Regions from separate parts of the Mus musculus genome. Here regions 2, 3, 4, 5, 6 and 7 are each linked to region 1. The links are chromatin contacts, called in public HiChIP or PLAC-seq and promoter capture Hi-C maps. All regions are on one chromosome and are shown on one strand. Each heading gives the region's core, a stretch centred on a gene start, on an enhancer-like site or on the middle of the called end of the contact. The rest is flanking DNA. Distances are from core to core; before and after follow the strand shown. Region 1 holds the start of Rnf8 (ring finger protein 8). Region 2 overlaps Btbd9 (BTB (POZ) domain containing 9). Region 3 overlaps Btbd9 (BTB (POZ) domain containing 9). Region 4 overlaps Btbd9 (BTB (POZ) domain containing 9). Region 5 holds the start of Kctd20 (potassium channel tetramerisation domain containing 20). Region 6 overlaps Btbd9 (BTB (POZ) domain containing 9). Region 7 holds the start of Stk38 (serine/threonine kinase 38).

What was found. Promoter capture Hi-C pulls out the DNA fragments that hold promoters and counts their contacts. HiChIP or PLAC-seq counts read pairs in DNA pulled down with a chosen protein or histone mark.
Region 2: an H3K4me3 HiChIP or PLAC-seq map of forebrain shows a contact between it and region 1, with 5 times the contacts expected there. The contact joins the enhancer-like site here to the promoter of Rnf8 in region 1. A contact is called at or near these places in 2 of 39 promoter capture datasets (hippocampal neurons and liver), 2 of 115 datasets of contacts at active chromatin or transcription factors (embryonic forebrain and forebrain) and 2 of 9 other capture datasets (embryonic stem cells and embryonic trunk).
Region 3: a promoter capture Hi-C map of liver shows a contact between it and region 1, with 2.1 times the contacts expected there. The contact joins the enhancer-like site here to the promoter of Rnf8 in region 1. A contact is called at or near these places in 7 of 39 promoter capture datasets (the 3T3-L1 cell line, 3T3-L1-derived adipocytes, the C10 cell line and 3 more), 1 of 115 datasets of contacts at active chromatin or transcription factors (large pre-B cells) and 1 of 9 other capture datasets (embryonic trunk).
Region 4: a promoter capture Hi-C map of the HPC-7 cell line shows a contact between it and region 1, with 3 times the contacts expected there. The contact joins the enhancer-like site here to the promoter of Rnf8 in region 1. A contact is called at or near these places in 8 of 39 promoter capture datasets (the 3T3-L1 cell line, 3T3-L1-derived adipocytes, the HPC-7 cell line and 4 more), 2 of 115 datasets of contacts at active chromatin or transcription factors (embryonic forebrain and pro-B cells) and 1 of 9 other capture datasets (embryonic stem cells).
Region 5: a contact with region 1 is called in an H3K27ac HiChIP or PLAC-seq map of thymic regulatory T cells, with 4 times the contacts expected there. The contact joins the promoter of Kctd20 here to the promoter of Rnf8 in region 1. A contact is called at or near these places in 1 of 15 datasets of contacts at CTCF or cohesin (large pre-B cells) and 1 of 115 datasets of contacts at active chromatin or transcription factors (thymic regulatory T cells).
Region 6: a contact with region 1 is called in a promoter capture Hi-C map of the HPC-7 cell line, with 4 times the contacts expected there. The contact joins the enhancer-like site here to the promoter of Rnf8 in region 1. A contact is called at or near these places in 6 of 39 promoter capture datasets (the 3T3-L1 cell line, the HPC-7 cell line, frontonasal cranial neural crest and 2 more) and 4 of 115 datasets of contacts at active chromatin or transcription factors (astrocytes, embryonic forebrain, embryonic midbrain and 1 more).
Region 7: a promoter capture Hi-C map of pre-B cells shows a contact between it and region 1, with 2.3 times the contacts expected there. The contact joins the promoter of Stk38 here to the promoter of Rnf8 in region 1. A contact is called at or near these places in 2 of 39 promoter capture datasets (neural stem cells and pre-B cells) and 1 of 115 datasets of contacts at active chromatin or transcription factors (memory CD8 T cells).

The regions. Positions count from the first base shown.
Region 1 is chr17:29,613,212-29,616,669 of GRCm38.p6, reverse strand. Rnf8 (ring finger protein 8) reads right to left here and starts at 1,881. Exons shown (of 8, transcript NM_021419.2): 1 at 1,592-1,881. The coding sequence starts at 1,702. It overlaps Gm28043 (predicted gene, 28043), which reads right to left and starts at 1,881. Exons shown (of 28, transcript NR_132314.1): 1 at 1,592-1,881.
Region 2 is chr17:30,387,292-30,390,749 of GRCm38.p6, reverse strand. The region is part of intron 6 of Btbd9 (BTB (POZ) domain containing 9); the gene reads left to right. Among named protein-coding and RNA genes, the nearest start is that of Btbd9, 190 kb to the left of the region's middle. Within about 2 kb of position 1,754, at least 17 of the 459 cell types and tissues checked have an H3K27ac peak or open chromatin away from gene starts, as enhancers often do. A contact at or near this core is called in forebrain and hippocampal neurons, where this site is marked.
Region 3 is chr17:30,359,066-30,362,523 of GRCm38.p6, reverse strand. All of the region lies in intron 6 of Btbd9 (BTB (POZ) domain containing 9), which reads left to right. Among named protein-coding and RNA genes, the nearest start is that of Btbd9, 220 kb to the left of the region's middle. Within about 2 kb of position 1,678, at least 22 of the 459 cell types and tissues checked have an H3K27ac peak or open chromatin away from gene starts, as enhancers often do. A contact at or near this core is called in liver, where this site is marked.
Region 4 is chr17:30,278,959-30,282,416 of GRCm38.p6, reverse strand. The region is part of intron 8 of Btbd9 (BTB (POZ) domain containing 9); the gene reads left to right. Among named protein-coding and RNA genes, the nearest start is that of Zfand3, 280 kb to the right of the region's middle. Within about 2 kb of position 1,921, at least 65 of the 459 cell types and tissues checked have an H3K27ac peak or open chromatin away from gene starts, as enhancers often do. A contact at or near this core is called in the HPC-7 cell line and embryonic forebrain, where this site is marked.
Region 5 is chr17:28,950,713-28,954,170 of GRCm38.p6, reverse strand. It overlaps Kctd20 (potassium channel tetramerisation domain containing 20), which reads right to left and starts at 1,735. Exons shown (of 8, transcript NM_001356300.1): 1 at 1,602-1,735.
Region 6 is chr17:30,258,285-30,261,742 of GRCm38.p6, reverse strand. All of the region lies in intron 9 of Btbd9 (BTB (POZ) domain containing 9), which reads left to right. Among named protein-coding and RNA genes, the nearest start is that of Zfand3, 250 kb to the right of the region's middle. Within about 2 kb of position 1,597, at least 19 of the 459 cell types and tissues checked have an H3K27ac peak or open chromatin away from gene starts, as enhancers often do. A contact at or near this core is called in the HPC-7 cell line, liver and pancreatic cancer cells, where this site is marked.
Region 7 is chr17:29,006,094-29,009,551 of GRCm38.p6, reverse strand. Stk38 (serine/threonine kinase 38) reads left to right here and starts at 1,557. Exons shown (of 14, transcript NM_134115.3): 1 at 1,557-1,841.

The DNA of each region.
Region 1 (3,458 bases), core at 632-3,131:
AGTCCACAGAACTGAGTCTCAGTGAACAAGTCAACACTTAAGTTTCCCTCTAGGGTTGTGAGAGACTAGTAAATGCTCAGGGATCAGATTAATGAAGATGAAAAATAGTAAGACCTCATAGGTAAAAATAAACAGCCCTCTAATGCCTAATTTAAAGCAGGACCTGCTCTAGAATATCACTAAATAAGCCACACCTTGGCCCACCCAGACGTTCTCAGGCTCCTTCACTGTGTAAATTCTCTTCCCCTGGTTCAAACCATAAATCCCTACATTCGCCTCTCAATTGAGAATATGCAGCTTATCAGAAAAACCGAACTTACCAATTCACTGAATTTATCTTATATGATGTTTCAGGGTTATTATTCTTGCAAGGAAACACCATGACCAAAAAGCAAGTTGGGGAAGAAAGGGTTTGGGTTTTTTTTTTTTTTTTCAGCTTACACTTCTGAAGTGCAGTCCCTCATCAATGGAAGTCAGGACAAAAACTCACACAGGGCAGGAACCTGGAGGCGGGAGCTGATGCAGAGGCCATGGAGGGGTGCTGCTGACTGGTTTGTTCAGCCTGCTTTCTTATAGAACACAGGTGCACCAGCCAAGGGACAACCCCACTCACAATGGGCTGGGCCCTCCCCTATCAATCACTAATTAAGAAAATGCCTTACAGCTGGATCTTATGGAGACATTTGCTCAATTAAGTTTCCCTCTTTTCAGAGGACTCTGGTTTGTGTGCCAAGTTGACAAAAGACCAGCCAGTACACATGACCAACATTCAGTACTGTACAGGCTTTCCAAAACCTCAAGGATTCTACATTGCAAGCGCATCCCTGACCCAGTTCTGCTTCCAGAGCAGACTGCAAGGATTGAAAGCCCACAACAGCACCCAGCACCTCTCCCCCACTTAGAACTGTTCCTCCCACTTTGTCTTTGTTTCTAATTTTGCGTTTGTGGAGCTGCAGATACAGCTCATTTGGTAGAGTCCTTGCCTTCCAAGTTCTGTGACCCTGCGTTCAATCCCCAGCACCGGCCTTTTAAGTCAGCTTTACATTGTGAGCAGTTTCTGGAGAGAAGGCTGACCCACTTCAGGAGTGGCCCACCCCGACGCTCCAGTTCCCCTCGGAGATGGAATGGAAGACTTTTATTTTCAGTATTACAGTTCGAGGGGTTTAGGCATGCTACCCTTAAACTCCTGATCACACTTAAAATCAACTCCAGAGAGTCCACGCCCTCCGCAGCCTTCCAGGCGTCCATCTTCAGACTCCCTAGACAGGTTCGCCACTCCTAGGAATCAGTGGGGACGCCTCTGCCTCAGTTTCTCCGTCTCTGATAGACCCTTAACTGGGACAGTGCCTGTTCTCGACCCCATCCTTCTCCTCGCTGGGAGGCCCGCGTCCGTTACAGCGGCTCCGGCACGGGTCCCGCTCCCGCGCAGCCGCCCTCCAGCTCGGGCCTCAAGCCGCGGACTCGCCTGGCCTCGCGGCCCGGTCCCTCCGGGCCCTGAGGTGGCCGGAGCCCGCTGCCTCGGCGCCTCCCCGCCGACCGGTGTGCGCGGCCTTCCCCCGCTCCCGCAGCTCGCCAGGCCTCTCGCCCTCACCTCAGTCCCAGCCTCCAGCTGCAGCCACTCGCAGTCCATCCCCAGCCGCCGCAAGCACCAGCTCCGGCGGGCCGCGAGCTGCCCCGAGACCAAGGGGTCGGGCTCGCCCATGGCCCGACCGGCACTGGGGCAGCGTTCAGCAACCAGCCAACCTCTAGCCTGAGCTCCGGCCGCCTCCGAGGTTCCTCTCGCGCAACTTAATCTACACACAAGACAGAAGCAATCGCCCGGGGATCGACCGCGTTGAGAGCGCGGGCCCGCCCCAGGCCTGGGAAGGCGGGCAGTGCGCGTGCGCAGCGGGAGGCGGGCGGGAAGTGCGCAGGTGTGAGCCTGAAGAAGGACGAGCGTAACGTCTGCTGCGGACAAAATCCTAAACTAAAGCATAGATTTTAGGACTTGGAGGATGGCTCAACGAGTAAAGCTACTTGCTGGCAAGCGTGGAGACGATGCTCAGGCTTCACCTATATGGTGGCTGGGGAAAACTGACTTTTCAAATTGGCCTCTGACTTCCAAATGCGCACCCTAGCGGGTGGGTGTGGGTGTGCGCGCGCGCCTGTGTGCGCGCAGAGTAATAAACACTTAAAAGTTATAGATTAAAAATTATAGTAAACAACAGAAACACTCTCTTTCCTTGGGTTCGTGAGTATAATAATGACTTTCCCAATACCTTCTTTCCTCTCTGCGCTCTCCAAAGCCAGTACCCCAGATCCAGCAGCAATGAACCTGAACCTTTATTTGTATCCCACCCCTTTTTCCTTTGGCAGAGTGTGGTGGAGGATGAGGAGTTCAAGGGCATCTACCGCTATGCAGTGAGTTAGAGGCCAGCCTGGGATATGAGACCGTGTCTACAAAACAAACAAAAATTGCTTTATAACACGGTGATGACGGCCATAACCATTTTATTGAGAACTATAGCCTACTTTGGGTTGGGAGTAGGAGATTCTGAACATTGAACACACAGCCAAGGATGTACTCTGTAGCTAAATTATACCTCCACCCCATTATAACCCACTTTTGAGTGATTTAGAAAAGTCTGATCATTTTAAGGTTGATTCAGTCTATTCCTATTTAGCATCTATTTGTTTTTCATGACCTCATTTTGTTTCTGAATCTTTAAAAATTATACCAGGCAAATCTGTAGAGATGGATCGCATTACCTGGGGCTCATACAGGGTACAGAAGGAATGGAAATGGGCTTGAAGGGGCTAGGGAGATGAAACTCTCCCTTCTCTCTCCACGCTGAAGTTTGGGTGTTTAAGATATGTGTGTATGGGCTGGAGAGATGGCTCAGCGGTTAAGAGCACGGACTGCTCTTCTGAAGATCCTGAGTTCAAATCCCAGCAACCACATGGTGGCTCACAACCACCCGAAAGGAGATCATGAGATCTGGTGCCCTCTTCTGGTGTGTCTGAAAACAGCAACAGTGTACTTACATATAATAAATAAATCTTAAAAAAAATAAAAAAAAGATATATGTGTACATGTTTTGCCTGCATGTATGTCTCTGAGCCAAGTGCATGCCCAATGGCTGCAGAAACCAGAAGAGGTTGTTGGATCCCCTGGAACTGGAGTTTATTATTTTTATGGATTGTTTTGGTTCGGTTTATTTTTATGTATGTGTCTTGCCAACATGTATGTATGTACCACGCGTGTGCCTAGTGCCTGTGATGTCCAGAAGAGGATATCAGATCCCCTGGAGCTGAGGTAACAGATAGTGAGCCATCATGTGGGTGCTGGGCACCAAAGCCATGTCCTCTGGATGAGCAGCTCATCTTGATGTGCCATTTCTCGTACCTGATGTTGTTTTTTGTTGTTGTTGTTGTTTCGAGACAGAGTTTCTCTGTATAGCCCTGGCTGTCCTGGAACT
Region 2 (3,458 bases), core at 505-3,004, 770 kb before region 1:
AACTCTACCTCTTATTAATGGTGTGACTACTTTGGGGATGAGTCACTTAATGAGGTGGTACACTGTCAGTCCTATCGGATATTGATAAGGCATCAGGGCAGACACTGGCTCTGGATGCTGTAATACACATAGAACTTCCTTAGAGCACTCTCTCATTTGACATTGAGCAGTCTGTCCATTCCTAACCCTATGTGAGGGTATCAGAGTGATGGCTCAGTCCTTCGCTGCCATGAACTCTCTGTGACTGGGAGTGCCAATTCCCTATCATGGTGAAAACAAAATCCACTAGTTAATAACTCTTCCTGAGCATCAATCCTGACAGGAAACACAAGAGGATGGTACTGTGTGTTCTGTATACTGTGGTTGTGTGCCTTGCTGAAACTTTGGTGATGGTGGTACAATTCAGAGATTTTTTTTTTTTTTTAAAGCTTGGCTGCTGCTCTTCATGGTTAACTGAGAGCATGTAGTCTCGCTTTTTGAGACAAGGTGCTAGGTACCCCTCCCTCACTGGCCCTGTCCTTCACAGGCGCCTGTGGACCAGCTTGCTTGGCTGAGGTTTCAGTTTGGAGGCCCACTTGGTGTGAGCAGCTTTCTAGCACATGCCTCTTGAGATCCTCTAACAGTGGGGCAGGGGTGGTGCATGCCTGGATCCTAACACCCAGGGCAATTGAATCTACAGTGACTTCCAGGACAGTCAGGGCTACACAGAGAAACTCTGTTGCAAACAAACAAAAATGATCCTCTTACAGAGACAGTCTACAGGCTTCTGTTGATTCCCAATTCCCTCCCACCTTCATAAAGCTTACTCTCTCAAAGTGTTCAGAGTGTAATGTCTCAGCTCACTGGGCATTTGGGGAACTGTCCTAGGTGCTGAATTGAACTTTGCTTTCTTGGCCTCTGCTTTCATAGTCTTGGGGTTAGAGGTGAGTGCTACCACACCCAATTTGTTTAGTTCTTTAATGTGGAAACATATGGGGGCTATGGCTACTTTCTGCCTGTATTGGCTTGGGTTTGTTTCTTTTGCTTTTCAACATTACAGAATAAACTTGGACAGAATAACTTGAGGTCTTTGCGTTGCCCTTGAAGCACGTGTTATCTATCCATGGTCTGCACCGCAAAGGCCATATGATAATTATTCTTTGCCAGGAACTTCGCATTGGTTTGTTGGTTTGTTTGCTTGCTTATTACTCTGAGAGGTGAACTTAGGGCCTCACACACTCTAGGCAACATTCTACCATCGAGCTCTGTTCCCAGCCTGGAACTCCTTTGCAGAAGCAAAAATTAAGTTCCTGAATTTGAATCTGATTTGCAGAGCCCCAGCTCCCTACAAGTTGCTATGTGCTGATGCAGGGTTACTGGGTTTTTTTTTTTTTTTTTTTCATCAAAACTTGGCTTTTCTAGAAGCTATTCTTTTCCTAGTGACTGGCAGGAATCATTACTCTCTGTGGCAAGGAACCAAAAGTTGGCAGGAGCCTTACAATAATTGTCCAATTGGATTTATTTTTTTTAAATTCTCATGCCAATTTCCAAATTATCTTCAGTTACAGAGCTTCTGTTTTCTGTAAAAGGTTGAAAGTGAGAGAGATGCATGCAGCTTCGGTCCTGCCCAGGTTAGCTGTGGAGGCACCAGAGGTCCTTCCTCAGCACACTCTGGACAGAAGCCAGCATCACAGTATATCCTAGAACTGAGCCAGGAGCAGAAGGCAGTTTCTGTCTGGTTTGGAGATGCGTACATTGTGACTGACTCCTTCAGTGTGTGGAAGAGCCAAGGATCCCTTTGTATCCCTGGGCAGGAAGCACTGAGGGTCCAAGCAGTCGCAGCTGAGCTTCTTGCCTCATTCTTGCAGCATGAATTGACAAACACTAGAAGGTCTGACCTCTATCCGTGAAGTAATTTCTGAATATCCCTGAAATAGAGGTGTGAGCTGAACCCCATCATTTCATGCCCCCCCCCCAGTGCTCTTCCTGTGTCCCTGCCTTCCAGCCTGTGCCAATTTGATAATAACAAGCCCAGAACAAAACACATCTGTTTATTTTCTCTCATCTGCATTAACAACTAGAAATGATTTTGCTTGTTTGAGCTTCCCTCTGTCTAGATTCCTGATATTTATTTTGAATTTGCGTTTGGCAGAGTAAGATCTCAATGCATGCCAGGCTGACAGGTCTGTGTATTTGGTAGCCTGGGATGGGTTTTTCCTCACTCGCTCTGCTCTGCGGCTTTCTGTCTTTACAGTCTGACTTTTATTGTCCTGGATCAGCTGTCAGCAGTGAATGCACCTTTATTTCAGACTGAGCTGGATAAGATCACATCCATGTGTTCTGTTCCTTCACCTGCTCAGTTTACACACTTTGGTGTAACGGTGTACTAAGATATTAAAGACCCAGGATTGAGGGGGCTGGGAGAAAATGGGTCAGTAATCTAAATGAATGGCTTTATTTTGTTACTAATTTTCTAGATACACTTTTAAAAATGAGATATGCTTTACACACCAAAGGTCTTTTCTTATTTTACTTTTTGAAATGTTCTCGAGCTTTGGCTGTGCTGTGATGAGTAGCAGCACTTCCCTCTCGCCTGTGACATAACGGTGTACCGCAGGGTCAGCAGTGGTAGGAGGAGGCCTGTCAGCCGGTTAGGTGGTTCTTGGAATGGAATCTTTGAGCTTTTCTGAAATAGCTGCAGGAACCACCCATGTCCAGTGTCTGTGTAGATGCATGTGTAGAGCTTTCTAGGTTACTGTCGTGGCTGTAGCTGTAGCAGCTCAGTGCTGACCTCTCTGAGGAGCGGCTATAATGTTTTTCATGGGGAGCCTCGGAGCCGCCTGCTGTAACACACTGTCAGTGGTTGTCCTCATGCTCATGGACACTCCGTGCTCTTGATTGGCTCCTCCTGGAGAGCAGTGCTGTGTGTGGCGTACCTCTTCCTGCTGATGTTGAAAGTGTACGTCATCTCTGGGAAGATGTCTTACTCAGCTCCTTTGTTTATTTTTAAATGGAGTCATTTTTGTTTACTTGGCCAACATATGATTATGCTGTTTTGTTTTTTTTTTTATTTTAGCCATTGGGTTTTAAACCTCTATATAATATGGGTTCTAGATCCTTATTTCTGTCATTTAAAAAGATTTTTCTCGCATTGTGTGGAGTGTCTCTTTATGTTCCTAACACACTTGCTCTGGTGTGTGTGGGGGAGGGGGCTTGTGTATGCTAAGCATCTACTTCACTGCAGTATCCATTCTCCCTCAAACATTCTCGTTTTGATGAAGCCTAGTTCATCCCCTTTTCATATCGGAGTAGCTCTTGCCTGAGCCAAGCTCATGAAAGCAGACACTTACGTTTTCTGAGAGGTTAGACCTTAGACCTAATATCTCCTCCATTTTGAGATAATTTTGCAAATGTGTGAAGCAGGAGTTTGAATGCATCCATTCTGTATGACCGTGGTTAGTTGTCCTTCCACCAGTGGT
Region 3 (3,458 bases), core at 429-2,928, 750 kb before region 1:
TATGTAGCCTCCTGAAGAGAGGAGCGCTGTCCTCAGCAAGTGCTGCTTACTGTGTCTGGTGCTGGTGAGCACATAAACAGTCCTTAAGCTGCGGAAGAGCTGACTGAGCCTCCCTCTCCCTTCCCTGTGGAGGAAGGAAAGCAGACAGGTTCAGCAGGGAAGCCGGGGTGGGGTGGGATGGAGGAACCCAAGGCTCTGTGCATGCTAAACCCCCGGGCCTGATTAGCATTTCCATAAACTCTGGCAGCCGGTGTTATATTTGTGTCCTGGCAAGTATAAGAGTCTGCTGGCTGCAGAGGAGCTGTGAATGCATCAGTGGTAGTGAGACACACACCTGTGTCAGGTTGGGAGGTTCTTGGGAGGACGAGCACACATAGGGTGCTAAGTGCTTCAGTGGCTCAGCTTGAGGGTACTAAGCACTTAGCACCCCATGTGTGATTTTGGTGTCAGTGCTGAAGAAGTCAAGAACATACTCTCTTTCAAAAAGAAAATAAACACAAAGAATGATTTGTTGCTCTTGAAAATATGGATGGACATGGTCTTACAGTTTCATACTTTAAAGCATATGTGAGCCTTTTTTTTTTTTTTTTCTTGGAGGATCTGTAGATTGATGGAGCAAGATTTTCTTCCAACTGGATAGCAATACGTTTGACTTTTAGAAAATGAGTTATGTCAGTCCACGCCAAGCCAGTGAAACCCCACCTCACAGCTGCAGAAATAGCCCGGGGAAGTGACAAATTAGTGTTCCTCATCAGCCTGTGATTAGGCTTAGCATCTTTTAATAACGAATGTGACTCTGCATTGGAAGAGGATAAACTGGCAGTTTTTACAAAGATAGAGTCTCCCAGGAATTTTGGTGATATTTAAATTTTAATTACTTTAGATGTGGGGCTATGAGAATGCTGAAGGTATGGCTAAAAATCCTGTCACTCAGGGCTCCAGAGATGCTTTTTCCTTGATGGCATGTGTGACTGCTGATCTAGGAGAGAGCCATGTGTACACTGTGATGCCCGTGGGATTTGCAAGGTGGGGAGCAGCTCATTGAAACTACTTACTAACGTTGAGCCATTGCGACTTCTTTTTCTTTTTGTGTTATTACTCTGTGCATAAAACCATCCCTCTTGGTCTTATATTTGTTGTCTAAAACTTATATTAGTCTTTCCCTTCATTTTTATGAAAATTAAATTAGCCATTGAGACAAAAAGGGGCATAAGGAATAAGGACATTCAAATGTTTCTTATCACAGTTAGGTGCAGGGAAGAACGGTCTGGAGGCATTAAAGAATGGCCATGGCTGCTTACAGGAGTCACTGTGGTGCATTTCTGAGCTAGCCTTGTCTACATTATTTTGAGTATGCTGACATGCAGAGTACAGATAGTAGAGTCTATGGCTTCAGGAAGACACACAGGCGAGAGCAGCAGCCTGTCCTTCAGTAATGGATCATGGCTATCAAAGTGACCTTGAGAAGTGCCCATCTCATACACCCCATGTTCCTGCACATGACTGTGTATCACCCTGGGCAGAGCAGGCCTGTCTTGTCTGCTGCTGGATGAGCTCTGGGAGTCCTCCAGGTGTTCTGTGCCCACCACACCAGGCTGCTTCTCCTCACTGCTGCTTCACTGCTGGATACTTGCAGAGTGAATTTCTGTTCTTTAGGAAGAGAGCCAAAGTTCAACTCTTGCACAATAAAGGGTGTCATCTGTGCACAGTCCACAGAATGGTAAATTGTCCTGGGCTGTACAGATCCTCTTTCAGTAAACTAATACTGCTGAGATCCATTAGAGCCACGGGGGCTGCCAACTCCTTACATCCAGACTCATCAACTTGGTTTTTGCTGACCACACAGTCAGCAAGAGCAATGTGATAAGCCTTGGATGATAAACATGGTTCTGTTACAGAGACACAATGGATCACAGCCGAGAAGAGAAAATGTTTTAGATGAGGAAAATAAATGCCAGGAGCAAGGTCCTTCTGGATGAGAGCAAGGCCTTCTGGTTCTAAGAGTCCTGTTTCCTGTGTGAAATCTGGAAAGGAGGAGGAAACAAACAAACAAACAAACAATGGCAAAAGTGTCCTTAATGTTTCACATCAACCTTCAGCCTCAGGCTCCTGCAAGTTTGCAAACAATACCAGGGAAACCTTTGACTCCAAAGCATTAAAGGCAGACTTCAGTGCTTGCTTAATAGAGTAGAGGCATTTGTTGCAATGAAATGCAGATCTTCTGCTAGTGGGGATTTATTGTGCTGCTATAGCGTCTTTATTATTTCCTATAAAATACAATCTGATGTAAAAATAACTGGTCCTGTGACACTTACAAGGTTGAATCTGATGGGATGTCCATTGCAGATGAATGGCCCTGTGAATAATTTATGTGTATTGTCACTTCTGTGTGGATTCTCTTAGACCCACGGTAATTAGCAATAAGTTCTAAGGTAAACCAGGGAGTAGAAGTACCAGAAAGTCATGTAGGTTAGTGAGCTCTATTGATCCTTTAAAATAACTCCATAGTAGCGACCATGGGAAAAGAGCCAGTGTTTTTCCAAGTCTGATTAATAGCTGATTTAATTCATAAGCCTTAAGCCCAAAGCAAAGATTCATTTGTTTTCAATTCTGTTTTATGATTTTTGGAGCATTGGAGCTTGGGTAGTTTATTTAAATGAGGTACATTTATGACTTTTAATATGATTGTCCTCCCATTTACACAGAAAGTAATATATTATATTCAAGGAGGCAGGTCTAATGAGTAATAGTGGTCATGAAATAAAAGAAAGTGATATGGATTCCATACTGGATGTCACTTTGCCATCGCAGACACACTTAAGTCTTTTATATTACAAGGAGCTAAAAGTTACCCAGATGAAAGCAAAGTGGAATTTATAATCAGGGAGCAGGGAGGGCTGATGGAACCAAGGCAGGAAATGAGCACAAGCCTCATTAGAGAGCAGGCGAGGGCTGGCCCGCCCGCGCTCCTGGGCTGTTGTGACTGAACACCCATTTCTCAACACAGCTTTCACTCAGACTGGCTTTCCCTTTTCTAGTGATGATTTGTAGCCAGTTTTCCTCATTTCAGAGTAAGACTCCTTCTTAAAGAATCACCAAAAGCCTTGATTCCTGGTCAAGTGTCCAGAGTGCTGTCAGCAAGTGCGGGGGCCAACACCAAGACCACACTAGGGCTTCCAGCTCTGCCCAGGGCATCTCTCCTTCCTTCCTTCTCTTCTGTACCTTGCCTTCTGCATGGTTGTAGGCACTGCAAGTTGTTGCTTTACAGAGCACAGAAGAAAGGAGGTGCTGAAGATGTTTCAGGAGCTTGAACCTGTCAGTGTGCAGAGGGAACTGCAGTCTGATGGGCACCAAGGCAGCCTAGAAAGGAGACTGGAGGGCAGGTGTGGTTCTAGGTCTGTATGTGCAAGGCCAGCTTAGATGGTGTCTTAGTCAGGGTTTCTATTCCTGCACAAACA
Region 4 (3,458 bases), core at 672-3,171, 670 kb before region 1:
TGGCAGTTGTCCTTATACAGTGGCCTCCACGAGTGTCTATTTGGACACCTCCCTTTATTTTTTTTTCCTCTTGGGGCACCAGTGCATACACACAGAAACTACAAGCAGCCGACCATCAAGATCCTGAGCAAGACTTAGCCCTGACTAAGACCACTGTGTCTAACTTTCTTAGAGAACCTGTGTTCTGTGTCTGCTGTTGTCTGAATAGGAAACACCCTTAAAGACTAGCCCAAAAAAGGCTTGGTGCCCGTGATGCCCAGGATGTTTTCAGTGATGGAGGAACCTTTTAGAAGTGAGGCCTAGTGGAAGAGTCAGGTCATCTGAGAATGCCTTAGAAGGAAGTCTGGACCCTGCCCTTCCCAGCTCTCCTGTCGGCATCCTGGCTGTAAGTAGTTTCATTCACTGCACTCTGTCTCACCAGAGACCCAGAAGTAATGGGCTGAACCATCAAAAACTGCTGTGGCCAGGTATAGTGGCTCACACCTTTAATCCTAACACTTGGGAGCAGAGGCACACAGATCTCTGTGAGTTAGAGGCCAGCCTGGTCTGCATGGAGAGATCAAGGTGAAAGCAAAAACGGCAAAAACCTGTGTGCCAAAAGAAAGCTGACCCTCTTTAAAGCTTATGACCTCAAGTATTTTGTCACAGAGATGTTTTCATCGATGGAGGAACCTTTTAGAAGTAAGGCCTAGTGGAAGAGTCAGGTCATCTGAGAATGCCTTAGAAGGAAGGCTGGACCCTGCCCTTCCCAGCTCTCCCTGTCAGCCGCCTGGCTGTAAGTGTAACAGAAGGTGCCCTAGCTTTGAGAGATTAAGCAGCGTCCCACAGTACGTGGAGGCCTTGATGGGTTCTGCCTAGTGTACTTGCCAAGAACACCTTCCTTCTGGTGAGCGGCTTGCAGTTCCCTCCTGATTCTAGAAGTCCAGTGTTCCTTCTGCCCTAGGAGGCTGTGTCCTTGGAGGCCTGGCCACTGTGGCCACAGCTCCTTCAGTCTTCTCATTTCTGGGATCTTCAGGGCAGCGTTTGTCCTCTTCAGACTCTGCTGAGGATCTCATTTTGGACTTGGGTCCTCCAGCAGCTCTGCTCAGTTGGACCCTGCTCCTAACCGGAGGAGAGGCACACTATCAGATGCCATGGCAGACAACAAGAAACCCTCTCATTTGTGGGAAACTCCATTTATCACTAGTCAGTCTGGAGCAACATCAGATAGCTGCACTGGCTGTCTGCCCCTGTTGACCATAGGAGTCAGAGAAGGGCTCTCACATTGTGTCTGTCTTCTTTGCACCAGAACAGTGAGAACTATATTCTTCAATGAGGCTCAAGTGCCTTAGATCCCCACTTGGTTGCAGCATCTGATCTGTTTCCAGATCTCTGTTCTGGCTTCAGTCTACCCCTCAGCCCAGTAGTACACAGTACTTCCCTGCCCCTTGGATCCTTGGACCTGCACTGTGGCCTCCTTTTCCCTCTGGTCAAGCTCCCCAACCCCCCTGCTTGGTGGTTTTGAAGTGTGCTTGGTAATTAGTCAGTGCACAGTCCAGTCCCTGCAGAGCTCCCTCACTGAGCCAGTCCTCACCCCTCGCCTTGTCATCCCACACCTCAGTCCAGCCTCTCTCAACCTCTACAGAAACCACCTCTCCTGCAGCAGGAAGACCTTGCTCAAGTGTGCTCTTAGCTTGATTGGTTCCAAGTGACAGAAGCCAAGTAAAGATGGTTTAAGCCATAAAGGGAGCTTCCTTGTGATTGGGTAATTTCTCATGAACCCTGGTGGCACATGGTGGGCCTGCCTGTGTCAGCAGCAGCCCCACTAGGTGTCCACGGCTCCTTCCCTCCTGGTGCCGCCCAGGAGTGTCTGCCTCCTCGCCTCCTCATTATCTCATGTAAGGGGCAGGGCCAATTGAGGCCACACCCTCTGGTTTTGAGGCAGGAAGTGTGATTAGCTCAGCAAGCGTCTGCTTCCTAGGCTGCAACCAGGATTGCAGGACACACTGGGCCCAGGAACTCCCACACCGTTTTGAAATGGGACTGCAGGCAGTTTTCAGAGAGAATGCCATGTGGCGCACAGTCATCCAAGCCCTCCAGTACATATGCAGAGGGCTATCAGCTTGAGACTGAAAGAACCCCAGGTACCCAGCCAAGGCACACATTGAAGGTCATGGGGTGAGCTTAAGTAGATTCGAAGATTTACCTAATGGTGCTTCGTGCCTGGTAAAGAATTTTTGGAAATGTTTAGTGAAAGACAATATTTCTGAGGAACTTAAAGGTTGGTTGTCTAAGAATGTTATTTATACTTTTTTGAGGTTATGAATGTCTTTGACTGACCATTTATAAGTGAATTCAATAATGTATAACGTCACTAATAGCCTGGTTGTTGATCTTGCTTTGGTTGGCTGTTTTCCCCGAATGAGGAAGTTCTTAGCAACAGCAACAGTGTGTTGTGTCTCCATGTCTTCCAGGGAGGCTACCACAGACACTAGGCAATTAGAAACAGGCCAGTAGGCCCTTGCTCCTGGTCTAAAGGCCCCAATTCAGTGGAGAAGCTGTTGATCTCTCCTGTTAGGCTTCAGCCATTGTTCACGGTCTGCTATGGAATTAATCCTTTAAGAAAGGGATAAAAAAAACTGCCATTCAGCACAACGCAGTTTGTCATCGCATGCATAATGCAGGCTTTCCAATTAGAATGCTACAATTTGGAAACTTTCTTCACAGACTGATGAGAGAGCAATTATTTTAAGAAGGGAAAACTGAGTCCACTGGGTTTGCCTCCAGTCACTTCTGACTCAGGCCACAAAGACAAGAGTTTTGAAATCATATTCAGTATCGAATTTTGTATCAAAACAGCAGCAAGGAGAGCAATTAGTTGCTGTAAACTGAGCCCCGGGTAATCAATGGTATGCAACCAGCCAGAGCATTTATGGAAGATGTAAGCAGAATCACATCTGTTAATCAATTTTATAAAAAGCCAGCACCTCGCTGTTTTTAGGGAGACTCCACTGTAAGAATAAGGGGAGATGGAGGAGCCAACCGGTAATGTCACCAGGCGTTTATTCGGTGCTCATTAGGTAATGAGGTCTGTGGCAGTCATTCACAGACCTGATCTGCGGCTGTGAATCTCTCTGGTAGGATAAAGTCTGCCTCTTTGAAAATGGCTTCTGATAGTGGGGTGGAGGGGGAGGGGTATGCTTAAGGAGCTCATCTTCTTTAAGGTCACAAGGAGTGTCTTTGCTGAGAGATCACACTCTGCAAACATTCCCGGCCAGGTTACAAGCCAGAAACGTCTCTATGCTGTCGGTGCAAATACCTAAGAACAGACTTTGCAGGCAGACAGACGCGCGGGTGGTGTGGGCGGTACACTGTGCCTAACAAGAGCCCAGTTCCAACCTGAAGAGGGGAGCCTGGTTCAGGTTTGCTTGTAGGGTTAAAACTGAACCTGCTTTTTCAGTAGAATCAACAAAAGGACT
Region 5 (3,458 bases), core at 486-2,985, 660 kb after region 1:
GTGTGGGGAGACCCCATGTGTGGCAGGTGGGAAACACAAAACAAGTCAGGAAACTCAGCATTACAGAAAGGCACACTGTTTTTGTACGTCATCTACAACAACAACAAAACCATCAATAAGTAGCCAGACATCCAAAGCCACCAAAGCCAAGAAAAACGCCAAACCCTCATGGCTACCTTTAATATCCCTGTGGAGTCTCAAGAGACATCAAGATGTAGAAAACACCTTTGGCAGATGTGGAGGTCATCCAACCCTCATTTCTGCCAGACAGCAAGGGAATTCTGAGCCACGCTTGGGATACTGTCTCTAACATGCCTTACTTCAGTTGTACTGTGTAAGCTAGGCATCATTCAGATATTCTGTAGCTAGTGAATTGATACCCACAACTAAAAGCCCATAAATACTACTGATGCTGGCACATCCCAGGGAATCAGAGACCCCCCAGGCTCCGGGCACTCCCTGGCTGATACCATGAGAAGGAAAGCAGAGAGCTGAGGTGGGAGCCAAGACCTAATGACATGCTCAAGCTCCCACGATCCTACCAACAGGCTCCTGAGAGAAACAAGGTGGGTTAGCCTGATCCACGCCATCTTTCTCCCACCCAGGCAATAACAGGATATGGATAAAAAGCCATTTCCTGCTCTCATGTAAGGGCTCCAGAAAGCACTATCCTTTCTCACACAGCCTTCCGAATCAGGGCTTCTTGACTCCCGACTGATTACGGACAGGAGAGGAGTAAGTCAACAGAAAGAAAAGGACATGAGACAGTATTTACAGTCCTCAGGCCAAGCTAATCTTGGTTTCCTAAGGTCCGGTTCCTGGCTTACCAAGGCGGCCCAAGCGGGGTGGTTGCCTGCCAGCACTAGTAGACTCAGGGGTCCACCCTAGATTTCTAGAATTAATTTCTGGGAGCCGTGCTAGCGACCTGCAAAACGCGTTTGAGAACTGCTACTTTAAGATTTTGTTTTTGTTCCTCTGGAGTGGGGTTGACGTTCTAATTCAAGGTTCGTCACAACTAATATTATTCCAACATTCTGTTTGGGAGATCATTTAAAAAGAAATCTCAAATTTCTAGGTAAACAATTGTCTATCAGCAAACAGACACCGTGAAAGAGCTTGGTTGGTCAGAGTTCCTGGCCTGTCTGTTAGTTCGTTTGCTGAATTCTCACTTAAAAGATTAGATTTACTTCTAAATAGTAAATCAGCCCAATCCAGGAATGTTCAGAAAGAATGACAAATTCCCACAAAGGGGAGGAGGTGTCCTCATGGCGCAAGCCTGACGACACTGTCTGCTATAAAAAGTTCTTATATGCAAGAAAAAAATCTCCCAGTTCTGCACTAAGCATGGGATGACAACAGAGGGGCGACAGGACCGACAGAAGATTCCAGAGGTTCTGGGAAAGCGCGACCAACCTTCCCCAGCCTGGGCTACCGGTGGCCCTGCGTGGTTGGTCGGCAGCCTCGCCCGGCTTCTCCTTTCTCCCCAGGCCGGGGAGGAGCCCGCACGGGGCCTCTCAGGCCGCAGCGTCGCGCCCGCCGCCATCATCAGCCCGCGCCATCACCTGCCCGCTCGCCCGCCCACCCTGTCACTCGGCACTCACCGGCCGCTTGCTGCCGCGCTCTCCGACACCGAGCCCCGAAGCCACCTCCAAGCTCCGGCCACCGCGCGCCCCCGCCCTGGCCGCGGATCCCCGGTTGAGTCACCCGGCCCTTCAAAACAAGAGCCCCGCCCACCGCGGGGCATGCCGGGAAGGCCGCGCGGCTCGCCCCGCCCCCGCCGCGGACTCCGCCATAGGCCGGGGCCTCGCCTGCCTGCCCGGCCGGCCGGGAACTGGGGCTCTTCGCCAGGGCGGCCCAGTAACGCGCGCCGCCGCCGCTTGCGCTCCATCACCCAAGGGGCTCAGACAGGAAAGCGAGCTGCAGGCTCGAAGGTGAAAGAGGCTGGGTCGCCCCGGAACGCGTGATGCTCACGGAAAGATGAGCCTATCGCCTTTGTGTGGCGGATGGATATGAACTGCAGCCCAAAGACAGAAAAACATCAACAACAACAAAACAAGATAAAAGAGAAAACAAAAACTTCCCCCCAACTCTTGAGTTTCACGGAACAATCTGCGATAGCAAACAAGATTCTACAGGTTTCATGTTACCTGGAAGCAAACTATTAGAAAGCTGGTTGCCTTGCTTCCTGTGAACCGCACAAGGGAACCTGAGAGGAGGAACCTGGCTCCATCTCTCAGGGTCACGGGGACTTGTGGCTTTTGTACTTAAGAAAGTTATCAGACCAGTTGATTACACCATCACAATGATTGCACAGACTTCTAGTTTTGGGTGTTTCGTTCTATTGGGGGTTTGCTTGTTTTAACCTTTATTTCCCTTCTCCCTCCTCCCTGGCTCTCCACTCTTAATACATGGGGTGTTCTTTGTTTTTTGAGACAGTCTCCTTTATCCCAGTATGGCCTTGCACCTCTGATCCGACCTTCACCATGTGAGTGATGGATAGGGTTACAGACAAGCCCTACCGTAGCCGAATTATGAAGGGCTCTGGTGTAACCCAGGGCTTCATGCACCCTAGGCCATTATTCTACCAGTTGAGCTACGTCTCCAGGTCCGAGTTCATTTTATTGAGATGTGACGCCGCAGCCCATGTTGAATTTGCTGTGTAGCCAAGGATGGCTTTGGACTCCTCATCCTCCTGTCCCTGTCTCCCAAGTGCTGACATTATTCTACTTTAAAACTGCTGCTGAGCACTAAATAAACTAATAAAACCACGCAAAAAAATATAGGGAATACCTGTGTGCACAGCATTAATCCTAGCACTTGGGAGGTAGAGGCAGGAGGATCAGGAAATCGAGGTCCCCCTTATTTGGCTTATGTTGCTTCTGGGGGGGGGAGGGGAGGAGGGGGACGGGTCTACCTTGCCCAGTTTCCCCCATACCACCTGTCACTAAGGGAAGTCAGGGAATCCAGTCAGGAAACTGGGTCTACAAAGTGAATTCCAGAACAGCCAGGGCTACACAGAGGAAACCATGTCTCAAAACAAACCAAATACGACCACCAACACAGTAATGTCACAAAAAAGCCAACACAGTAATGAGATCATGTGCTGGCATCTCTGGGCCTTGGAACTACAGAGAACATACCCACTGATTAAAATTTCATTCCAAAAGTTTCCTCTTCTAATCCTGTGCCCCTGTGCAGTCTCCATACCCACGGTGGAACTACTGCCTTTCTTGTTCTGAATACAGGACAATCAACTTCCTCTTTCTTTCATTTCCAAGCTCCCCTCACCCATCCTGAGCCAACACTTAATACTTGTTATCCATCGCCCAGAGGGGATCCAAGATAGCACATACTTAACTAATAGTGAAGAGTAAAAGGGTTGTCTTTTGATTAAATATCATTAAATCAGACATGACACCGATTTTGGATGAATATCAATTATAGGAGGCATATGAGAA
Region 6 (3,458 bases), core at 348-2,847, 650 kb before region 1:
CTGCATGTTGCTGTTTGGCTTTTTGTTTGGTTTTGTAATGAAACTGTGTTCAGCCATGGGGAGGCTCAGCAGTGGGCGGTGTTGGCTCCACTCCTGTCCACCGTTCTTCTGCCCTCTCTGATGATAAGTACGATAGTTCATCTGTAATGAGCACTTGTACTCTATATAAACTGCAATCCTGAATCGTGTAAGCGGTCATTTTCCACTCTGCTTGGAAACAGAGGCTTTCTGCTTGGCTTAGTTACAGCCAGAATTCGGGGGTTTCCCTTCTCAACAACATGATAGTTTCAGAGGCATATTTTTTCCACAAAATAGATAAGTTAGCTTTCCAAGCTTGTCCAAAATGTGTAATGGTTACTCTTGTCCTCAAGTGTCAAAGGCAAATAAACAGTTCTAAGATAGCCGTGTACAAGTAAATGATGCTGTGCGTTCTTGAGCTGCCTTCCACTGTGTCCTGGCTTTTTCTCAAGGGATTAGTGCATCTTGAAGCTAGCTCAATAGCTTGGATCATAAAACTGCCAAGTCTCAAGTTATTGTTTTAAATTTCCTACGGGAGATTGCATCTTAAGTATAAAGGGGACTTACCCCATGACTCGGTGCCCTTACTGATGGGGGGAGGGGCGTGTCTCGTCATGCTGTTTGCTTTTCTCACCCAAGTCACAGGCTTTCAAGATTTGATGGAGTGCTTGCATTGATTTTTAATTTTCTTAGTCACCAGAAAATACATTTAAAATATAAATAGGCAAAAGCTTTACACTGTAACCTCCCTTGCCTCTGTGTCAACATTTTTGCCTTTCCTTGCTGATCCCAGGTCCGTAAGACTGCACATCCTTCTCTAACAATCTAAGCTTGCTTGTCATGCTGCCCCTCCTCTTGTCTCCTGGAATCACTTAGTCATGCATTTCCTTCTGTAGGTCTCTCAATGGTTCTACCATGAACAAGACCAACAGCTATTGATTTGGGGATGTCACAGAGGCCTCGTGGATCCCTGTGACATGAGCCCTGGTGCTTCTGTGGTCACTAGGCACTGTTTTCTGACTGAATCCTCCTGAAGATGTCTGTCCTGACTCTTACCTTCTTTTGTGACTTGCTAAAGTCAGAGAAGAGGCAGAAGTTGTAAGATGACATCTCATTTAAAAGGTGACCTTGCCGGCCGGGTGTGGTGGTGCACGCTTTTAATCCCAGCCCTTGGGAGGCAGAGGCAGGCGGATTTCTGAGTTCGAGGCCAGCCTGGTCTACAGAGTGAGTTCCAGGACAGTCAGGGCTACACAGAGAAACCCTGTCTCGAAAAACAAAAAACAAACAAACAAAAAAGCAAAAGGTGACCTTGCCATCTTGCCTTTTTGGCACGGAAGATCATATTTGTTCAATGGAAAAGCAGGTTGATAAGCTCTGTGTGCTGGAGGAGTCAGGAGGGAAAGAGCAGACCACTCCCTGATGTGCTGCGTTCTCGTCGCTGTGATAATGCACAGAAACAACCTACAGAAGAAAGGGTTTATTTTGCTTTATGTTCCCAGAGGAATAGAATCCTTCATGGCCAGGACAGCATGGCCTGGCAGCAGAACAGAAAGCTGGCTGGCAACCTCTCAGCCGTATACAGGGAACTGAGAAACAGCAGGAAGCGGGGGAGGTATAAACCCTGAAAAGGCCTGCCCTGGTGACATACTTCTTCTAGCAATGCTGCACCTCCTAAAGGGTCCATGGCCTCCCCAAACAGCCCTACCAACTGAGGACTAAGCACTCAAGTGTGTGAGCCTATGGCGACTCCCACACTCTAGACAGTGTGTACATCACATACATACATACATACGTACGTACATACATACATACATACATACATACATACATACATACATCACAGAGGACTCCTGTCCACTGCCCCCTTCTCAAGTAAAAGCAACCTGGAGTTGAAGAGCTTGCTTCGAGTGTCCACTGAAGTTACAAGGAAGAGGAAGGAGGGAGGTAAAGCCAGGGTGGGGACCAAGAGAGACTAAGAGGGGACAAGAGAGGTTTCATGTTTCCTCTCATAATGGATTGAGAACATGAAGGCATAAAGGAAACAGGAGGAGGAAGAGGATTTGCATCATTGGGGGAGGGGAAGAGGGCTAGCAGAGGGTGGATATAAGCAAACTACAACAATCTGTGTATAAAAATGTCACAATGAATACGCTTCATTTTGTATGCTAACTAAAAATAATTAGAAATTTAAAACAATCAGTTAGAAAAAAGTGTTCAAATCCCAGGACAAATGGATAGATCACAAGGACTGTTATTAGAAATGAAAATAGTAAGCATCTTTCCAGGGCTCAGCTGCTGAGCAGAGAGGTGGGGCAGGTGCCCATGGAGCCCTTGATTGCACCCCACATTTGCAGGGCTGCTCAGGGCTGTGCTTGTCGTCCTCCTGGCCAGCCATCTCTGAAGCCCCTTGTTTCCCAGATCCGAGTCTGGACATCCCGTCTCCTTCCTCCTGCCGTGTCTCCAATTGAAATGGTCCCTCTGCATGTAAGGCTGAGTCTGTGCCTGAAGTGCACTGGCCCAGGTGGAAGCACAATTTTAATCAAACGTGCATAGAACAACTCAATTGCTACCAAAATCCCAAGAGTCCTAGTGCTATTGGTAGCCAGATTTTCACTTGTTTCCTGGGTTTTGGTTTCTAGCCCAGCCTGTTGTCATGGGGGTTTGTGTAGATCATTTGAATAGCATTAGGATTTCCAGTTCTCTTAAGAGTCATTTTTATTTTTTATTTGTATGTATGGAATGTTTTACTCGCACCATTTGAGCCTGGTGCCCATTGAGGCCAGAAGAGAGGGTCAAACCGAAGCTCACCTATGCAAAGCCTATGCTAAAGCAGCAAGCATTGGCTCTGGGTACCTGTGGCTATCGTTCCTTGCCTGATTTCTCCTGTGACGTTTTCCAGATATGTGGGTATCTGAGGCCTGGGTCTTTGCTGACAAGATGAGCATGCCAGTCTTTCTTCTGTCACTGGCCTTCTGAGGTGATCTCAGTGGTTAACTTTAGCAGTGCATGAGAACCATGGTGTCACAGGGAGGCAGCCTTCCCACATGTCTGTCTGGCTTCAGTCTGTTTGCAGCACAGTCCTCTGGCAGAGCAGGGCTGTGGTTACAGTAAGCCTGCTTTTGCTTTCAGCTGCTCTCCGACCCCCAGGCTACTGACCTTTTAGGATACTCTCTTTTTCTTTCTTTTTTTCAGTGCCTACCAGCAGACATAGCTTATACGGGCCTCTAACTATTCATCCAGTTCACTTAACAGGGAACTCACTGTGACATCAGCTGTGTCAGACAGAAATCCTGAGCACCAAACTAAAGAGCCTATGGAAGGGAGTTGAGGTTTGCAGCTGGCTTTTGACAATAATATGAAGTCCAGGCTTCCCTGAGGAACAGAGCTGTTCAGTCCCTGTGTTGTGGTGGAGTTTACTGAATGTCTCCTGGATGTTGGAT
Region 7 (3,458 bases), core at 308-2,807, 610 kb after region 1:
CTATAGTCTTAGGGGGCTATTTGTATGCACACAGTGAAAGCACCAGGCCAACGCACACCAGTGCCTGAGAAGCACCAGGCCATTGCACATCAAGCCCCATTCTGGATCTGTGTTGGAAAAAGTACTCAGAGTCAGCTGATGAGCGTTGCCCTGTGGGGAAGAGGAAAGGGGGAAGTAGCAGCAGGCACCACTACCCCTGCTTGGGAATTTATTTTCAAATGAGAGACATGATGTAACCCACATCAGGACTTGAGAGGCTAAGGCAGGAGGATTTCGAGAGTTCAAGGTTTACCCTCAGCAACACGTTGTTTGTGTTACCCTGAGACCCTGAGCTACATAAGACTGTCTCAAAAAAATTTTAAGAGGCAAAAAAAAAAAAAAAAAAAAGTAAAAAAAGTATTAGCAAGATAATGAATTCAATAATTACAATGCAATTAAAAACAAAATCAGCCGGGCGGTGGTGGCGCACGCCTTTAATCCCAGCACTCGGGAGGCAGAGGCAGGCGGATTTCTGAGTTCGAGGCCAGCCTGGTCTACAAAGTGAGCTCCAGGACAGCCAGGGCTATACAGAGAAACCCTGTCTCGAAAAACCAAAAAAAAAAAAAAAAACCAAAAAAAAAAAACCAAACCAAAATCAAAGCGGGGGTGGTGGTGGTGGTGGTGGTGGTGGTGGCGGTGGCACACACCTGCTGTAATCCCAGCACTTGGGAGGCAGAGGCAGGTGGATTTCTGAGTTCGAGGCCAGCCTGGTCTACAAAGTGAGTTCCAGGACGGCCAGGGCTACACAGAGAAACCCTGCCTCGAAAAACAAAAAACAAAACAAAAAAACATAAAAGAAAAGGGAAAATCAGAACACTTACTAGGGGCGGCTTGGGAAGTGACTAACAGGAGGGAGCTCTCTTCTCGCTTGCTCCCAGAGGACTCCTTTCTAGGGAGCCATTCATCGTTTTTTCAGGACTTTAAAACTTTCTAATCGAGGGCACTGGGCTCAGTTCTCTGGAAATCAATGAGAGGCTTTAAGTTGTGCACAATGGAGAGGTGTTAGGTGTGAGAGATCACCTGATCCCAAACAAAGGCACGTTAATCCTTTACAATAACGAAAAATAGGAAGGGCCACGGGTTCCAACAGACTTATGGCCACAATGATCTGAAGTCAAGGAGGATGGGGTAAAACTCAGATTAAATTTCAGAGAACTAAAGACATCATCCAGCGAGTGCACGCCAAATGCTAAATCCCCGTCACGGTAGTTGATTGCATTGGTTTAGTTGATAGAGAGCCAATGTTAATTTCCGGGTGCAGAGCCCGGTGCCTTATGTAAGACCTTGAGGGAAGCTGGGTGGGTGTTGGCTTTTACGGAACTTCCAGGTTTTCGTTTTGTAACTTCTGGCGAGTCTATAATTATTTCAAAAGAAAAAGTAACATAACAAAGGCCAGCTAGTCCAGCCCATCACAAAGCCACCAGGGAGCCCGCCCCGCTCTGCACTCGTAGGGCCTCCTCGGCTAGGCGCAGTCGGGTGAGGGGTGAAATGTGGGCGGGGCGCCGCCGCGCACGCGCAGTCCCGCTGCCCGGCGAGCGCCGCTGGCGGGGGGCGCATGCGCAGTCTCAGCCGCGGCGGCCCCTCTCCACAGTCTGAGGGGGTACCGGGGGAGCCTTGGCCCCTCCGCGCCGCCGTCTTTTCCGGCAGTTGGGGTTCTTCCTTTTGTCCTGTCCTGTCGCGGATCGGCAGCTGCGCTCATTCGGAGTCCCCGGCGTGTCGCGGTCGCTCTGGAGCCGCCCGCACGTCGCGTCTGCGCCGTCTCTGTAGCCGTCGGCCCCGCGCCTCCCTCCCCCCTGGGTCTGGTGAGTGTCTCCCGGCCGTCGCCTCAGGCTTGCCGCCTCGTCCGGCCGTCCCACAGCTCCTGTGCACTCCAGGGCTCCTGTCAGCGTTCTCTCTGTGGTCCCCAGAGCCCCCTTGTCCGTCCCTCTCTTTCTACGCCTCTGTCCTCAACCGGGACAGGCAGCCGCTCCCTCCTTTCCTAGTCGCCAGCTTTGTGTGTCTGCTGCCACCGGCTCGTCCCCTCTGACCTCGGTCAGTACCACTCTGCACCTTAGGATGAGAGAACCAGAGGGTGTCTGCACTTCGAGAGCTCCCCCCACCCCGGGGTAGGTGTGGGACCTTGGAGGCTGTCCCCCTAGTCCGCGATCAGGGGGTACCGGGCTTCCCCTCACCTTAAGATCCCCGCCCGTGGACTGCAGACTGTTAAAATTCGAGAAAAGGGACCGAGCTGGAGGACAGGGAAAAGTGGCAGAAGAGTCGGAGGAAAAGTGTGTCAGAAAGCGCATAACGGCTGCTGCCAGCGGCGCCCTGCAAAGGACCCAGAGACATAGGGGAATCTTGCTCTTTTTCAAGATGAATAGGAAGGTCAGCGGCGTGAAGTAGCTTCACTGCTTCCTCTTCCTTCAGCTCACCTTGGCTGTGAAGTAGCCAGTACATACGGTTTCCCTAAACAAAAAAAACAAAACAAAACAAAACAAAAAAAAACAAACCACATCGCTGCAAGAATAGCTCCCTGCCCCACCCCACCCAAACATCAGATAGCAGCTTCCTCCTAACCCGATGGCTCTGTCCTCAGACTCTGGACAGCACACCAGTGTACACACACACCCACTTCAACATCAGGCATGTTCTCCACTCCCGGGAGTGGACTTCACAAATGGAGCATTTTGTCTGAGATGGGGTCTGAATGTGTACCTATGCCTGGCCTGGAATTTGCTTTGTAGACTAAGGTGGCCTAGAACTCACGGAGATCCTCCTGTCTCTGCCTCCTAAAGGAATATGCCTCCACAGACCAGCCCACTTGTGACTTGTGACTTTACTTTTCTTTCTTCCTTCCTTTCTTCCTTCCTTCCTTCCTTCCTTCCTTTCTTCCTTTTTTTTTTTTTAAAGATTTCTTTATTTATTTTATGTATATGAGTACACTGTAGCAGTACAGATGGTTGTGAGCCTTCATGTGGTTGCTGGGAATTGAATTTAGGACCTCTGCTCGCTCTGGTTGGCCCTTTTTTTTTCCTTAATGTATTTTTTTTTTTTTTCTTTTTTTCCGGAGCTGAGAACCGAACCCAGGGCCTTGGGCTTGCTAGGCAAGCACTTTACCACTGAGCTAAATCCCCAACCCCTCCTTAATGTATTTTTGTGACAGGGTTTCTTTGTGTAGTGCTGGCTGTCCTGGAACTTGCTGTGTAGACCAGTCTGATCACTAACTAGGAGATCCACTTGCCTCTGCCTTCCTCTTGTGACCCTTTTTTTGGGTGTGTGTGTGTGTGTGTGTGTGTGTATGTGTGTCCGAGACAGGATTTCCCTGTGTAGCCCTGGCTGTCCTGGAACTCACTTTGTAGACCAGGCTGGCCTCGAACTCAGAAATCCACCTGCTTCTGCCTCCTGAGTGCTGAGATTAAAGGTGTGCGCCCCCACGCCCA